4 separate regions of the Sus scrofa genome follow, and regions 1, 3 and 4 are each linked to region 2. A link is a contact called in public HiChIP or PLAC-seq data. All regions are on one chromosome and are shown on one strand. The core of a region is the stretch at or near the end of the contact, and the rest is flanking DNA. Distances in the headings are between cores, read along the strand shown.

The links. HiChIP or PLAC-seq counts read pairs in DNA pulled down with a chosen protein or histone mark.
Region 1: a contact with region 2 is called in an H3K27ac HiChIP or PLAC-seq map of skeletal muscle. The contact joins the promoter of TMEM201 here to the promoter of H6PD in region 2. A contact is called at or near these places in 1 of 5 promoter capture datasets (liver) and 2 of 2 datasets of contacts at active chromatin or transcription factors (alveolar macrophages and skeletal muscle).
Region 3: an H3K27ac HiChIP or PLAC-seq map of alveolar macrophages shows a contact between it and region 2. The contact joins the promoter of ENO1 here to the promoter of H6PD in region 2. A contact is called at or near these places in 3 of 47 Hi-C or Micro-C datasets (liver and skeletal muscle) and 2 of 2 datasets of contacts at active chromatin or transcription factors (alveolar macrophages and skeletal muscle).
Region 4: an H3K27ac HiChIP or PLAC-seq map of alveolar macrophages shows a contact between it and region 2. The contact joins the promoter of SLC25A33 here to the promoter of H6PD in region 2. A contact is called at or near these places in 1 of 5 promoter capture datasets (fetal liver), 1 of 47 Hi-C or Micro-C datasets (liver) and 1 of 2 datasets of contacts at active chromatin or transcription factors (alveolar macrophages).

The regions. Positions count from the first base shown.
Region 1 is chr6:69,972,006-69,974,858 of Sscrofa11.1, forward strand. It overlaps TMEM201 (transmembrane protein 201), which reads left to right and starts at 1,373. Exons shown (of 10, transcript XM_013998955.2): 1 at 1,373-1,620. The coding sequence starts at 1,508.
Region 2 is chr6:69,664,854-69,667,620 of Sscrofa11.1, forward strand. H6PD (GDH/6PGL endoplasmic bifunctional protein) reads left to right here and starts at 1,495. Exons shown (of 5, transcript XM_021095286.1): 1 at 1,495-1,837. The coding sequence starts at 1,833.
Region 3 is chr6:69,400,265-69,403,049 of Sscrofa11.1, forward strand. ENO1 (alpha-enolase) reads right to left here and starts at 1,400. Exons shown (of 12, transcript XM_021095279.1): 1 at 1,229-1,400.
Region 4 is chr6:69,933,386-69,936,086 of Sscrofa11.1, forward strand. It overlaps SLC25A33 (solute carrier family 25 member 33), which reads left to right and starts at 1,425. Exons shown (of 7, transcript XM_003127538.6): 1 at 1,425-1,758. The coding sequence starts at 1,703.

The DNA.
Region 1 (2,853 bases), core at 123-2,622, 310 kb after region 2:
TGGGGCAGATTAGCCAGCAGCATGAAACAAAGGTAACATTTGCTGATAAAAAACCCATCGCTCACTAGGACAGTAAGGACTCTAATGTTGACCTCAAAAAGCATGAAGTGTGGGAACGCTGAGAAGTACATTGTAATTAAATACGAACATTTCCAACTCGCTTTTTTTTTTTTTTTTTTTTTTTAATGAGGTTAGCACAGAGTTCCTTCTTGTGGCTCAGCGGAAACGAATCCGACTGGTATCTAAGAGGATGCTGGTTCACTCCCTGGCCTCACTCAGTGGGTTGAGGATCCGGTGTTGCTGTGAGCTGTGGTGTGGGTCACAGACATGGCTCTGATCTGGTGTGGCCATGGCCATGGTGTAGGCTGGCAGCTGCAGCTCGGATTCGACCCCTTGCCTGAGAACCCCCATATGCTGCAAGTGTGGCCCTCAAAAGACAAAAGTAATTTAGTGCAAACCAATAATACTAAAACTCTTGGATAATCTTCCTGCTCTTCTGAGGTAACTGTTTGCTGTTCAGTATTATCTATTCCTACAAACATAAATTATAGGAGTTTATTCAAACTTAGATATAAATATTAATGTGCAAATCACTTTGTTATGAAACTATTTCACCCCTCTAGGCCAGTCCCTGTAGCCCTGACATTCTAATAGTTGGATTTATGTTCTGAAGCATGGCTGTCCTGTGGTATATTCAACCTCCTCCTTATTGGTGGGGATTGGTGGTGTGCAGGGAGGGTTCGTGTTTCTACGAACTGATTGATTGATTGATTGATTGATTTTTGGTGCGGCATATGGACGTTCCCAGGCTAGGGGTCCAATCGGAGCTGCAGCTGCCAGCCTACACCACAGCCACAGCAACGCTGGATCCGAGCCGTGTCTGCGACCTACACCACAGCACAAAGCAATCCTGGGTCCTTAACCCACTAAGCGAGGCTAAGGATCGAACCCGCATCCTCATGGATCCTAGCTGGGTTGGTTAACGGCTGAGCCACAAAGGGAACTCCTACAAACTTATTTGGAGTGGCTTCAGGGGAAGTGGCTTAAGAAGCTCCAACCTGCTGCAACTGGTCGGCTTGTCTAGGTGTTGGGAAGCCTGGACTAGCGGTGGAGGGAGAAGAGGGGAAGACTAGTTACGATCTGGCAAGTAACTGGAGATGCTGAAGTTAGCCGACTTTGGGCAAGGCGCCGGGCGAGTGCGGAGGAAGCGGTGGAGGGCGGACGGGGCTCCACGCAGCCTCCCACCTCCTGCCGCCGGGGGGCGCACTCCGAGCGGCACAGCCACTTCCGCCGGCGCCCCGCCCACCAGGCTCGCCCGGCGCTTCGATTGGCTTGCGCAGCGGGAGCGCGCCGAGTCAGGGGGCGGGCCCGCGCCGGCTACAAAGCGGCGAAGGTCACGGCGCGGGGAGGCGCGCGCCGCCGCTCCGCGTCCCGCCTGCGTCCCTCGGCTCTGCCGCCACCGCCTCCCGACGCTGCCCGCCGCCGCCCACCGCCTGCGCGAGGAGCCATGGAGGGAGTGAGCGCGCTGCTGGCCCGCTGCCCCACGGCCGGCCTGGCCGGCGGCCTGGGGGTCACGGCGTGCGCCGCCGCCGGCGTGCTGCTCTACCGGATCGCGCGGAGGTGAGTGCGCGCGGCCCACGCGGCCTCGGCCCGCGCCCGCGGCCCTCCCGCCCCGGCGCTCCGGAGCCTCCCTCTCCGTGCGCGCCGGGGCCGCGGTGTGGCGTGGGGCCCGTGTGTGCCGCGCTGAGCCCCGTCGTGCACGCCCCCGCCTCAGAAAAGAAGAGCGGGCTGCGAATCCTCGGTCGGGAAGCGGCTGAGGATCGGGTTGAGGGTCCCCAGGAATGTGGGGCGGGCGGCAACAGCCAGCGCGTGGGCTATGAACTTCCTTCCCCCGCGGAGACCTGTGATGGCCGAGCCGCAGGGTCTTCAGGGCCCCCAGACCCTGAGGGAGAGCCGAGCGGGGCTCGGGCCGCTCTCTTTTCCGACTCAGCCCCCATCCCTGGTCCTCAGGAGCACGTTGGAGTAGCGTGATCCCAGCCAGCAGTTTCTGGTCTGTATACGCTGTCTCAGGCGTCCTTCTAATCTCACATTAGCTCATTTCAGAGGCACAACCCCTGCCTTCCCTAGAGAAGCGGAGGGACAAAAGAGCTACATAAATTGTTATTAATCAGAGGAGTAAGGGTGTGAGCTGAAGCATCCTTGCCATGGAGCCTGCATCCCTAACCCCTTGGCCCTACTGCCTCCAAGAGCAGAAAACCTGACATACTTCAGAGGTGTTTAAAACTGGGCCGGGTTGCTGCTGGGGTTCAGTGGGTGTCCCCTGCCCTGGCCCAGGCTTAAAGATACGCTGATCGCCCCCTCCCCCCATACGAAGAGCTGGCTTCTTGCTCCAGCAAGGCCTCAGGGGCAGCCCCACTGTGTCCTCATTTGATCCACCTTCCCAGGGAACAAGGAAAAAGAGGGGGTTGTGAGAACATTCTGGGGACAGAATGAGTGGGTTTGTAGAATCAGCAAGGGAGGTGGGAAGCTCAGCTCTTTCGGTGGGAGAGAGGAAGGAACTTGCCCACGGCCACCCAGCAGCGAGTCAGGGAGCTGGGAGCTGGCATTGGAACCCAGAGGGTTGGTCTGTTCTTCCTTAGGCAGCACCGTACGCTGCTTCTCACCCAGGGGAAGAGAAGTGAGGGCGACTGAGTCACAGGCTTCCTGGAGGAGGAAGGGGTGGGAGGGATGTCAGCTATCTGCAGGATGAGCCAGACTGGCAGGCTGAGGAGGGGGTGGCCTCAGGGGGTCCCTGACAAGCCACATCTCTACGTGTCCCAGCTTCTGCCCAATTCTTGGAAGCTGGAGGGGTGG
Region 2 (2,767 bases), core at 245-2,744:
CCCTACCTCTAATGGAATGTCCATGAAATGAAAAGCTGCTACAAGTTTTCTCTCTCTCATCAGAGTGCCCTCTCTTGGGTGGTCCAGCTCCCTTTGGCACAGGTGACCAGGCATGCCCCTGTCTCTGGGATGGGAGGAGGCGGAGTCTGAAGAAGGGACAGTGCTAAGATGCTCAGCAGCGGGGATGGGAGGGCCAACCTCTGTCTAGGAGGTGGTCCTGGGTAGTCTGGCCGGTCAGTGCAGCAGTGGCCCTGCCTTATTTATTATTATTATTAATATTATTTTGGTGATGCCTGTGGCATGCAGGGATCAAACCCGTGCCACAGCAGTGACAACACCAGATCCTTAACCTGCTAGGCCACCAGGGAACTCTGGCCCTGCCTTATTTAACCTGTGGTCACCCAGCTGCTGCTGAGAAGTGGGAAGGAGCGGCTGCCTCTCTGATGGCCAGGGCTCCAGGGAGTCACGGACAGCACTGCAGGGCTGGGAGAAAACAGTTGCAAAGGTGAGGTACAGCGTGATCATGGTGAGGACCAGGGGAGAGGACCAGCGTACCATCTCCCGAGGGCCAAGAGAGGCAGCTGACCCTGTCACCTCCTGTATAACCTCACCATCACACTACAGAGGCCTTATTCCCATCACCGTCTTGTGGATAAAGCCACAGAGGTGCCAGCTACCATTTCCTGAGCACTCATGGCTGGTTAGTGTCTTCAGGGTCACAGGAATGTAGGCAGAGATTTGAAGCTGTCTGGTGGAGACATGACCATAGACGGCTCTCCCGCGCCCAAATCACTACGTCTGGATATTGATAATAGGATGATGGAGTTCTCCATGCGGCTCAGTGGTAACCAACCCGACTGGTATCCATGAGGATGTGGGTTCCATCCCTGGCCTCGCTCAGTGGGTTAAGGATCCCGCTGTTGCCCTGAGCTCTGGTGTAGGTCGCTGATGCGGCTCGAATCTCGCCCTGCTGTGGCTGTGGGGGTAGGCCGGCAGATAGGCCGGAAACTGCAGCTCCGATTAGACCCCAGCCTGGGAACTTCCATGTACCAGGGGTGCGGCCCTAAAAAGCAAAAAAAAAAAAAAAAAAAAAAAATAGAGAGAGAGAAAAGAAAATAGGATGAACCAAGCCGCTCATTCTACAGATGGAGAAAAGCGAGGCCCAGGGAGGTCAGGCCCCAGGTCCCAGGTCCCACAGCTCGTGCCAGATACGGGAGGGAGCCAGTAACCAGACTCCACGAGACACCATTTCCCTCGGCCCTCTTGTGTCCCCGAAGGCAGCCTCTACCATGCGCAGCAGAAACCAGGGCCGGAAGGAGGGGCCCGCTCACTTCGCTCTTAAATCCAGAAGATCCACACGAACCAAGGAATCATTTGGGAGGTCTCCGCCCCTCCCTCCTCCGCGACCCAGAGCTAGGGGGTGTGGCCTCGCCGCGCCTCCGCCCCCGCGGCCCGCCCCGGCCCCGCCCACTGCGCGCACCCCTGGCCTGATTCCCCCTGTGCGCGCGCGCGCGTTCCAGGCCCGGGATCTCCCTGCGCGCGCACCAAGGCCGCTGCGATCTGAGACCCAGGCCCTGCGGGTCCGCCGCGCCCCCGGACAAGGAAGCGTCTCTGGCTGGGCGGGGAAGGGGCGCCCTCCCCGCTCGCCGCCCCCGGCCGCGCTGGCGAAACCTGAGCGCGCGTCAGGCGCGGAGCCGCGTGACGCGCACCTGTCCGGGCGGGCCCGGCGGGCGGAAGAGCATGCGCGGGTCCCTGGCCTGGCCTGAGCTCGGCCCGCAGCCCCGCGCCGCCCCTGACGTTTCCCGGAGAAGCAGGCGGCTCTGACGGCCGAGATGAAGTAAGCTGCCTCCCCCGCTTTCTCTCCCGCTCCTCCGGCCGCAAGGAGGTCTTTACAGCAGGCCCGGGAGGCTGGCCACGCGTGGCGGTGAAATCCTCGGGCATATGGTTGGGAAGAGTCACCCGAGCCACCACCCACCCGCCCGAATTCCCTTCCCCGCCTTCCTTCCGCAGAATAAATTCATTGTTCTCCTCCTCCTCCGCAGATCCCTTAGCGCGGTGGCGGCTCTATTGGGTGGCAGGTCTACAGGAGGCAGCCAGGCCCCATCAAGGCTGGTCCAGGGGCCCAGTGAGGTCCCTTTTCCTAGGCTTTCTGGAATTCGGTTCTGGTTTTTGGTTTTCCAGAAGTAAATCCTTCTGGGTCTCTGAAAATCGGCTCACCCAAAGCTTGAATGTTTAGCAGGAAGTGAGAACTTCTGGAAAAATCATAAGCCGAAATTCCTTGCCCACTCATCCCTGTGCCCCTCATCAAAGCCTGTGGCTCATGTTTGGCCTTTGGCCAACGAGGGAAACCTGGGTAGACCAGGAGTATTTTAAATCATGTTTTACATTTTTCTACGGTGGCGGATGGCTGATCGAATTTCTGAGCTCATGAAACTAATCTTTTGGCAAGTTTTAGGAGCACCTGAGACAAAAATGCTCCGTGTTTGGCATAAACAGAGCTCATTTTTAGGCAATATTTTGTGTAAATGTTTCTTTGAGGTACATAACTGCTCAGCAAATGGCCACTCCAGGCAGACATTCAAGTTGTTTGTCCAAAGACTATAATTCACTAAGTGACTTGTGTTGTCAGATGGTTTTAGGTTATTTCAAAGGGAAACAGTCATTTCCCATCCTGGTGCAGTGGAAACGAATCTGACTAGGAACGGTGAGGTTGTGGGTTTGATCCCTGGCCTCGCTCTGTAGGTTAAGGATCTGGTGTTGCTGTGAG
Region 3 (2,785 bases), core at 150-2,649, 260 kb before region 2:
ACCTAGGTGCGCCGAGGGCAGGTCAACAAGTGGCCCGTACGGCCCATGGGGAAGACCTCCCTGCAGAGGAAGCACAGAAAGAGAATTTTTCTTAAAATACATCCTTTTTATGTTAGATAAGGGGCCGATTGTTGGTGGCCAGCCGGGGGAGCCGGGATCGGCTCGTGCCCGACTTGGGCGAGGTCGCTTGGAAGGCTTCCCAGTGACCACACGGCTCGGCTGCAGCTTCCCCATGAACAAGAGCCTTCTGAAGGCGGATCATGCCTGCTCATCCCGGAGCAGCGACGGGCTGGACACCCAGACGTCAGGCCACCAGCAGGAGGCAGGGGCTGCGCTTCCCGGGCAGGTCTCCTTTCCGGGCCCCTCCCAGCATTTTCGGAACGGCCTGGCTTTAATGAGCACGCGGGTTGGGCCTGGAGCACTCCCCAAACCATCCACTCTCACCGCCTGCTGTCCTGGGGACCGCGTGCTCCACCCCCGACTTCCCGGGACAGTTACGCGGCTCCGAAACACGTAATCACAGGCTGAGCTGCATCCTTCCCCTTCGGAGAATCCCGGCGCCGCGCCCTCATCTCGGGCGGCGAGTCTGGCCCCGGGGAGCCGCTCGCGCGCGCCGACAAACCCCTTCCCGGCCCCCGCCGAAACCCTGGGCACGCCGTCTGGGGGACAGGAGCGCCCGCGGGCCTGGGGGACCCACGAGCCGCTTCCCCGGGCGCTTGCTCGGCAGCCCTCCCTCGAGTCCTCACCCGGCCGCTGAAGGTCGCCGCCCGAGGAATAAGCAGAGGGAGCTGCAGACGCCGAGAGCGAGCGTTAAGCCAAAAGGTCCGGGCGCTCCGAGTCCCCCCAGCTAGTCTCTGCGCCGCGGGCCTGGACTTCCTGCCCTGCTCAGGAGACCCCGCCCACTTCCCGCCCCTCGGGCCCGCCCACTCCGTGCCGCCTCGCCATTGGCCCGGCGCGCCGTCACTCGGGCCCTCCCCTCCCAGGGAGAGGCGAGACTGCGGTGGCCGCCACCGCCCAGAAGAGGGGGCGACATCCTTCAGAGGTCGGGCGGGGCTGGGCTGGGGGCCTGACTTCCCGGCGCCCGGGATGGGGGGCGCGCGAGCCCCCGCCTCCTTTCGCTCCCGCCCCACGTGGGGACCCCAGGCTGAGCCTGGTCTGTGCCGCCTGGGCCCCGGGGCAGGGGCGGGGCGGCGCGGCCGGCATGAGGGCTCGGGGCTCGGTCACGTACTCCGAGTCCCGCACGCACGCAGCGTCGCTCCGGCGCCGCACGTCCGGCCCACGACCTTGGTGACGACCTTCGCAGCCCGCCCTTCCGGGCCGGCCCACCCCACTCCCCGCAGCGCTGTGCCCGCGACCCTGTCGGCCTGGAGACGTTGGCGGCCGCGTGGCCAGACTGCGCTCCCGCGCCGCAGAGCCGCTAGCCGGGCCACGTGCGCCCACTCGCGCCTGCGCGCCCGGCCGCCCGCCAAGGTGACCTGGTTCCTTTGTCCTTGTCGTTGGTCACACCTGAGTATCAGACCGAGAGCCAAAAGGAAATTGACTTTCCCTTAATTACACACTTCCCACGTGCGTGCCCTGGGTTAGTTCGCTGTGTGGATCTTAATGTTGCATGTGATGCTTTGAGATTGGAATTTCACATAAACCTGGAGATTTCTCAAAGTTCAAAACAGGTAACATTACACTGTAGTCTGACAAATGAAAACAGGCAAGAGTGGGCGCAGTTATTTTCTCTTCTTGAGAAAGAACTCACACCCATTTCAGATCAGTTCTGCACGCTTTCCCTGCTCAAGGGAGGGCTTCCTTTTCTAATGGAGTTACTTTTCGTATTTTCCCAGTTTGTGAGTTTGTAAGCTAAAACAATGTCATACATTGCCATATTTTCCACATCGTCTTGCATAGATTCATGTATGTATTTGAGTTTAATCGTTTCTTCTGGCCAGCTGTAAAAACTTGCTGTACTTCCTTAACTCTTAGAGTGTGGTAAAGGTGAAGTCCTATTGAGTCCACAATCATTTGTTTTCTATTGACTAGGAAGAAAGAACTGTAGGATTAAATTCAGCAAAAAAGCGACAAGGAAATTATAAAATGTTTCCTAAAAAATTATATGAACTCGGCAAGGAGAGTTTGTGATTTCACCGGCAATACACTGATGTTTCAGACTTCTTAAAACCGTGGTCCCAGCCCCATGACTCAGCAGCTAAATCAACAGCCACCATCTCCTAAACCTTAAAAACTCTGCAGAAATCAGACACTAATTTTTAGAGCAAGTCTAAGGTGTAGCCCACAAAGGGCTCCAAAGCAATCTCTTTCATTTTATGTTAAAAATGGTTAGAGAGATAAAGGTGGAAAGACAAGGCTCTCTGGCCACAACCAGTGATTCCTAGCAGGGAATTGAATGTAGAACATGATCTCAGACAGCTGCTGTTGCAGGATTCTTGGAGCCCGACTGCACAGTGTTGAGGGCACAGCGTTCTGAGCCAGCACTTCGACCTTAAATCGGAGCTGAAATGTGAATGATTAGTACAGATGCCCTCAGATCCCTTCCAAAACCACAGGTGGCCAAATGTCCTGGGGGTCTTCTCTGCACTTGAGGCTCTGTTAGCAAGTGGTGGGACTCACATTTGCCTTTCATCCAACAAAGGGGCAGTTATCTTGTTACAGGTATTTAGTTATGATTTATCACTGACAGTAGGCTTGTTGAGCAGTTTTAGTGCGGTGGCATACCAAAGGCACTTGTCATCCGAAGACTGCACCTTGAAGCACTGTAGTGCCCCTGTGAAATTTG
Region 4 (2,701 bases), core at 175-2,674, 270 kb after region 2:
GATGGCTTTGGGGGAATTCAAAGAGACAGAAGTGCCAGGTGGGCTGGGGGCGGGGGGAAGTGGGGGGGAGAGAGAGAGCGCTAGGGAGAGAGAGAGAGGGAGAGAGAGGGAGGGAGGGAGAGAAGTCCAAAGTAAGGAGAAAGTTTCTGGTATTGGGAGCTATGCAGACGGTTGAGTCACCATTCTCCAGAACAGGAAATGCAAGAAACAGACAGATTTGGGGGAGGGGAAGAATGAAGTGATGAATTCTGTTCAGGAATTAGTTTCTTGATCATTATTAGTGGCAGGTACCTTGTCAGAAAACACCATGAACAAAAAGACACAAGGTCCCTGCACTCCGAGGCTTACACTCCAGGGGCAGGACAATTTACACAAATAAAACAACAAAGTAACTGCAGAAGCCTAAGTGAGGAATTTTTTTTTTCGGGGGTCTTTTTAGAGCGGAACCCACAGCATATGGAAATGGAGCCAGGGATGGAACCCGGGTCCTCAAGGGATGCTAGTCCCTTTCGTTACCACTGAGCCACAAGGGGAACATCTCTGTGAGGAAATTAAATAGAATCATGTGTTGCGGGGGAGGGGGAGGGGCGGGCAGGGAAAGCCTGCGTTGGGAGACTTGGAGTTAATGGGTCGCCAGACTGGGTTTGACATTAAAGTAAATAAGCAGCTCTCATATAGAAGCTTGAAGCTCAGAGGTCTGGGCTGGAGATGAACAGAAAAGAGGCCAAAAAGGTATCGCAGCACAGGATGGTATTTCTAGAAAAATCAAAAATACACAAAAACAGAGATCCCATCGTGACTCAGCGGTTAACGAATCTGACTAGCATCCATGACAGAGGTTCAATCCCTTGCCTTGCTCAGTGGGCTAAGGATCTGGTCTTGCGGTGAGCTGTGGTGTAGGTTGCAGACATGGCTCCGATTCCGAGGGGCAGTGGTGTAGGCCGGCAGCTACAGCTCCAATTTGACCTCTCGTCTGGGAACCACTATATGCCCTGGGTGCGGCCCTTAAAAAACAAAAAACAAAAACCTCCAAACACCCAAAGGATACCACCGCTGGTATACTGAGGGTTCAGGCTGTCTGGACCTTGTTTTTCCCCCTAAACTGCGAGATTAGTACACAGATATGAGAGGTCATACATAATCTATATACGTTTTTACACATCCTATGTATCACAAAGTAAACTTGACTGAAAAAAGGAAAAAAGGCCAGGTGGAGGGTCCCGCTAAACTCGACCCAGTGCAGTTTCTGCGCGTTCCAGATCAGGGACAAGGCAGCTTCGGCCGGTTCTCACTCCACGCGCATTGGTCCAGCCCCGCCCCTTCCCGCTGCCCAGTCACCCCGCCCACTTCCGCCTTCCGGCCAATGGGCGCTCGGGATCGGGGCCCACACCCCCACCGCGCACCGCCCCGGGCTCGCGCCGCCGAGTGACGTCACGACCTGGACTCCGCACACGACGCCCGCGCGCCAGGCTCCCGCTTGCTGCCGGGCTCGCGCCGCAGAGGCCGGTGAGGCGCCTGCGGCCACGCGGTGGAGGGTGCAGGCCGACGGTGCCGGTCGTCGGGGCGCGCGCGCCACGCATGGAGGCGGCGCGGGCGGCTGCCTAAGGGCAGTGGGGCCAGTGGAGCGGCTACCTTGCGTATCCGTCGAGCGGCCTCGAGCCCACGGCAGCCGGCGGCGGCGGGCCGCGGAGCCGGCGCGGCCATGGCGACGGGCACTCAACAGAAGGAGAACACGTTGCTTCACCTCTTCGCCGGCGGGTGAGTGTCCCGGTCTGACCCCGCGCCCCCGCCTCTCGTCCTCGGCCCCGCCCTCCCGGTGCCCTCTGTGCTCCGGGTAGGGTTACCTGCCCTCCCCCGGCTGAAACGCTGGCTCTCGAGGAGGAAGTGCCGGCGTCGGGGCAGTGGGGAGGCCCGGTTGCGGGGGGGAAGCTCGGGGCCTGTCCCATCTCCCAGCTGCATCTCGGGAGAGTGATTGTACCCTGCGTCCGTTCCCCTCCCGTGCCCATCCTCCAACCCGAGATGTCTCTAGCTTTTTCTCCTTTTAAACAATTAGTGGCTGCTCTTACGAGTGTTACTCGGGATGGTCCTTCCTGGGCACAGTATACTAATTGCCCTCCTGCCTGTATTCTCCTCCAGGGCCTTTCTCCGAAGGCCCTGGGCAACCTTGTGGATGCTCGGTTTGGCCCGGTAGTTCCTCAGGGTAGCACAGGGGCGAGTTCAGACCGTCGGGAGGGCTGCAGGTGTTGGGTATCTGCAGGGGCCTGGAAAGTGCTGGTGAACCGTGATCCTGGGGTCAGCAGTCTGTGGGAGGACTGATGGGGGAATCTACGGGCAAAGTGAGATCAGGAAGGTGTGTTGAAATGCTTCTCAACTGCTGTGAAATGTCCATCGTCAGAAACAGCGTAATTCTAAGATGCACCCTGTTTTTAAAGCGTTCATTAGTTTGATCTTTATGGCACTTGATGTTTTTCAGTGGAGGAAGCATATTTTTAGGGAGGTTGGATGGTAGGGGGTTAGGAAGGGAGCTGGTGTTTTTGTTTTTTTCGGAAAATAAAAATGAAAATGTTTTGTATTGGTAAATTTTTTTCTTTTAATGGCTTTGGGTTGCTTTGGGTCCTTTTGAAGTCGCCTAAATGTTTGGAGTCTTATTTGAGCGCCTCACAGGCCTGGCACAGCCATTTTTAAGTATAGGGCATTTTAC